2 separate regions of the Drosophila melanogaster genome follow, and region 1 is linked to region 2. A link is a contact called in public Hi-C data. All regions are on one chromosome and are shown on one strand. The core of a region is the stretch at or near the end of the contact, and the rest is flanking DNA. Distances in the headings are between cores, read along the strand shown. Region 1 holds the start of kibra (kibra,). Region 2 holds the start of foxo (forkhead box, sub-group O).

Region 1 (2,700 bases), core at 126-2,625, 670 kb before region 2:
CCCTGTACTCCACGATTGCACTGGGCATGTTCGCACTGGCCATTGCCGTGCAGATACCCCGTTTGAATGTGTCCATGAACGGCAAGGTGGCGGTGCTGCTACTCTGGTCTGCCTATGGAATCATACCTCTGGGCCACTGGGCGGTGGCCATGGGCGGTCTGGAGAACGAGCTAGTCAGGGTAGGCATCAGTTGGAAATTTATGGAATCTTGTCATTTGCTAATCCATCAATCATTACCATTTGCAGCTGATGGTGCCCCGCATCGTGCTCATGTACTTGCTCTGCCTCGTCGCCTTCGTTTTCTATGCGGCCAAGATTCCGGAGCGCTGGTTCACCGGCAAGGTGGACTTCGTTGGGCATTCGCACAACTGGTGGCACCTGATCATCGTGGCCGCCTTCTATCACTGGCACAACACCGGACTGGTCTATGCCGAGTATCGCCTGAATAACGGATGCACTGCACCAGTTCTCTCCTAGAACTTGAAGATCCGAACATCTGAGTTAAGATCCGAAGATCCGAGGAGCGGAGATGGAATCCGGGACTCTAGTAGACTAAAGCTTAGTGTAAATAGTTTATGGGGCGCTCTTTATCCGCTAATAACTAATATTTAGTTGTAGTTGTTGACCGATATGATTAATTTATGTTTAATTTACCAATTAGTTAGGGTTTCGTGTTAGACAATCCAGATCCAGATAGTTGGCATCGCATAAGCGGCAAAAAGGTTTCTCTCTTTATATCCTAATTGATTTCCTTTAATATATACAATTAAACAATGTCAATGAAATTGCATGTGTCTTGAGCTGAAGCTGTGTTAGTCTTGTTGACTCAATTTTTACAATTCATAAAATGCAAATACAATATCAAACGTACAAAGCAAGCGAAATTGTGGTTTTATTGAAGTTATGTTTCGGAAACATAATTTATTTTTCTATCTATGGTTGGGATACATATTGATTTCGAAATGCGTAACTCAGTTTACAGTCTTTTTTTTTAAATTTTTTCTTTTTCTGTTTTTAAAATGTAACGGAAATGTTAGGATTAAGATAACAGTAATTGTTAACAGAGCGAGTTAACATGATCTATCGGAACTGGCTTTGATTAACATCGCTTGAAGAACCGAACTAGTTCCTGTTACCAAGCCGATCTTTGAACGTACAACTCCTATTTTCTTCCCTCAACAATTACACCTATGCTTGGGGACTACACAAGCCAAATAACAATAAATACTTTTCGTGCATGATTGTTAAATATCGCATCTCTGCAACCGCGTCAATACAGCCTATAATATCGATATCAACCAATACATCGAATAACATCGCCGCGAGTGTATCGATATGCAATGCGATGTTTTCTGCTACACCACTAGCAGCGAATGTTACCAAAACAAATTCCGAATCCGAATCGGACGGTCATCAAGCGCGCTACTCGTGTTTTTTGCTGCTCCCCCAAGGAATTCCGGAACCGAAGAGATCGGCGACGGCGCGAACTCACTAAACTGAAGTACATATTTTTTTGTGAACACCAAGTGGATGGTTGGATTATCGTCGTTAATTAGTTTCAATTAGGCGAAAATAAGAAAATAAGTAAAGGAGTTCAAACGCTTGCAACAACAAGAAATGAAAAGAAGCAGCACCAACTGTGAGCAGTGATCGTGTGCGCTTGTGTTCGTCCCCCATATGTGTGCGTGTGTTTGAGCTGGAATGGAATGCAGTTACGAAAAAAGTAAATAAATAATTGAGAGCGCGCCCGCGCTCTCCCGCTCTCTCTCCCCTGCGCGCGTGTGTATTCGAGTTGGCTCGGTGTGTGCCTCTACGCCCGTCACCGTGTGGCCGTGTTGTGTGTGTGTGTGTGCGGGTCGGTCTCCATTATCGCCGGAGCAAAAGAAACGGAATTGAAATGTCTTTGCTAATGTAAACAGCGCAAAGAGAAACCCCCCGAAAAAAGAAGCAAACGTAGATAGCAATAGCGAAAAGAAAGAAAAGGCGCGCGTCGGGTGAAAAATCCAGCAACAACGACGTTTTCTCAGACTAACCAAAGTACACGGCGAGAAACAAAGTTAAAATGCCGAATCTGCAACAAACCGCATCGCAATCGCAGCATCATCTGCATCCCCACCACCTGCGACCCCAACAGCAGCAACAGCAACATCATCATCATCATCAACAACAGCAACAACAACAACACACGCATCATCAGCAGCAGCAACAACACCACAGCGACTTCCCACTTCCCGATGGCTGGGATATCGCCAAGGATTTCGATGGCAAGACCTATTACATAGATCATATCAACAAGAAGACCACCTGGCTGGATCCCAGAGATTGGTAAGTGTTCCGGAAAGGGTCAATTAAAGAAACGAAATTGAAACAAGGGCGATCTGAAATATAATTATAAGATATTTGCATTTGGAAAGTTAGTTTAAACTTATTAAAACTACTAGAACAATTATCAGAAATGAGGCATACATAACGAATGACCAAACCAACAGGTTGTGTTTTAAATAAGTTATAGATGCTTTAACATCGCAAACTATCAAGAGTGCTTATAAACCCCAATTGCTGCTTAATGGCTAATAAGTGAAGCAGATAACTCATTGAGAATCAAATTAAAATAGAATAAAATTCTTGGCAAGTTGTTAGTGGCTTAAGAAGGCATAAAACGCAGGTGAGAGATCAGCAGTTCACTCATTCAGGAAGCTC
Region 2 (2,700 bases), core at 121-2,620:
ATAAAATACCATTTAATTTAAATTTTAATTGATGTGTAGGAAAGCACTGCTTCAATTACTTTTTTAATCGCGTGACGAAACAAAATTTGACTTTTAGAATATTTCAATCAATTGCCGATTAGATTCGAATCGAATTTAGGAACTTAAAAAACATGACATTTTTCATTCAATCAAGTACACCTACTCGTAATTGTTAATAATATTTACCCGCCAAATGTTTGCAATGGGAAATAGCTGGCTAATTTGTTGCTCCTTGTTGATTGCGATTTAAAAAATTGTTGATTTTGCCGGTGGGATTTGTTGATCGCCGTTTGCTGTTGTTAACTGGCACTGTTTTACTTTATTTTCCTGGTTGCTTTGCACTTTTTTATGGGTTTGTTTTTTTTTTATGGGTAGTATATATGATTGTGTTGTTGTTTTGAGCGAAACTTGTGCGGATTTCTTGATTTTTAGTGGTTATTTAAATATATACATATATATTTTTTAGAATTCTGTTGGCATAATTTTCTGCTCACACACACACACACTCATTAAATGGGTTTCTTGTTGTTGCTGGGCGGCGGTTTTGCTTAAGCTAAAGACGATTGTAAAAACGGTAAATTAGAATATATATATAACAACAATCAAAATAAACAAATAAAAAGAGCGCGAAGAGAGCGGCGCGATTAAAGAGCGTAGTGTGTGTATGTGTGTGTGCCGAAGAAAGAGAGGGAGAGAGCGAAGAGAGCGATCACGTCACGTCATCAATTCATGCCAATTGGACGCACACACAACACTTAATTGGAATTCGTATGAGAATTCAATGAAAACCGTGCGGCGCAGTCGAAAAGTTGTTTAAAGTTCAAATGGGTAAAAAATTTTAATATAAACACGTTTCGGAGCTTACTCCAATTCGCTTTTTATTCGCCACTAGTGTGCGTAACGTATTTTATGTGCCATATAGTAGGTACATATGTATGTATTTGTATGTACAACGTGACTGCTACGAAGATCATCCAAGCATCGCTATTTAATACGTTTTGGAGCTTTTCTCTTATTTTATACGATTGTCGTATGTAAAAAACGAACGCGTTCCTTCTACGTTTCAGTTTTGAGTTCGGCACATTCACATGTTTTGAAAGCGAAACATATTTATTTTCCACTTTCTTGATTTGTTTCTACATTTGCGTTTTAGAATCAACGGTGTTCGGCCCCAAACGATTTGGGCCTCAAAAGATCACTGCGTTTTTTGCATTGGTTTATATTTGCTTTGCTTGAAGTTGAAAAGGAAAACGATGAACGATGAACGACCTCGTGGCTTTTAACCGCAAGCGAAAAAACACAGACTACTCGTTAACTGCTTTCTAGTTGGATGCGAACTGACAACTGAAACTGATTCGCCGTCGCCTTCGTAAAAGTGTTCGTTTCGGCGGCGCAAAAAGGCGGTCTGTGCGTGTGTGTGTGCGACCTATGTCCGCGTATGTGAGAGCTTGCTCTTAGCATCCACTCACGTTCCACAACCGCTCACTTCACCGCTTTTTTATGTTTGTGGCGCGCTTCGTCTCACACACTCTCACACACTTGGGGCCAAAAAATTAGTGGGGTATGCCAAATCGATATGTTTTATTTGAGTATTTTCTGCGTGAAATAAGAGAAGTTATAGCTATAGCTATAAATGCAATAGATATTTTAAATCTTAAAGCATACAAATTTCTCTCTTTAAGGGATATTAACCCCAACTAAATGATAATTCGTATAAAATAAAAAAGGAATTGTTTCAATACTTACAAATTTAATAATATAAAACTTAATCTATTTATTTTTAATAACGGGTGACTGTTTTAATGAAAAGAATAAAGTTCAGCTGCAGTGAAACATTTAAGACGTCATTGCATATTAATAACAATTTGAAAAGTATTCATTATAAAAAACATGTTATTCACTATTGAGGTGACCGCCTTTGTGCCCCCGTCAATATTAATAAATAAAAGCCATAGTTTACCTATTTTATACATTTGGAATTTAAATTGTTTCTTTTCATTTCGGTCGCGCTGCTCTGAACTCGAAATTCTCGACGATGGAGGAAAGGGAACGGCGGCGGTGGGTGGTGGTTGGGCGTTTTGGGTGGGGTGATGGGGCGGTCGGCATTGCTGATAAGGCAGCCGTTATCTCGCGATTGTCGCTCGCTCGTTCACTCAAGCTCTCTCTCTCCCTCCCTCTTTGAGGCTCCATTTCTCTCTTACGTTCATTGTCTCGTGATGCGATGGAAAATTTCCCGAAATTGCATTCTACTGATAATGCCAGCAATGCACATTTGTGCATATGAATATGGGACTCAGAAGTGCCCCGCATCTCTTGCAGTGTGCGAGCTTTTTGGGAGCATGTATTTTATGGTCAAAGTCCCCCGCATCCCCGACCACCGAAAAATAAGCCCCTCCCGGTGCCAGTTTTTTTTTTTTTTTTAATTTCATTTTTCGCCTAGGCCCGATATCTCTATACTTGTACACACGTTCGCGTCCATGAGAGTGTGTATCGGTGTTATTTTAATGTGCCTGCCACATAAATTCCGCAACATTACACGGCTAATGAAGTCTAGACGCTGAGGACGGAGAAACCAACAGTTTATGGATCATCCAAACTTAAAGACCGACCCGATGCGATCGTCTCGATCCCTCGAGAGGGGGGATTAGAAACGAGCCAAGGAGATGAGTTAAGGACTTT

Evidence for each region. A called contact is a pair of places that touch in the nucleus more often than the background predicts.
Region 1: a Hi-C map of the Kc167 cell line shows a contact between it and region 2, with 2.1 times the contacts expected there. The contact joins the promoter of kibra here to the promoter of foxo in region 2. A contact is called at or near these places in 4 of 107 Hi-C or Micro-C datasets (the Kc167 cell line and whole body) and 2 of 6 datasets of contacts at active chromatin or transcription factors (both in the Kc167 cell line).

The regions. Positions count from the first base shown.
Region 1 is chr3R:14,722,936-14,725,635 of dm6, reverse strand. kibra (kibra,) reads left to right here and starts at 1,375. Exons shown (of 9, transcript NM_001300400.1): 1 at 1,375-2,325. The coding sequence starts at 2,063. CG7530 reads left to right here. Exons shown (of 6, transcript NM_169599.2): 5 at 1-179; 6 at 247-876. The coding sequence ends at 477.
Region 2 is chr3R:14,055,615-14,058,314 of dm6, reverse strand. foxo (forkhead box, sub-group O) reads right to left here and starts at 1,370. Exons shown (of 11, transcript NM_206483.3): 1 at 887-1,370; 2 at 208-428.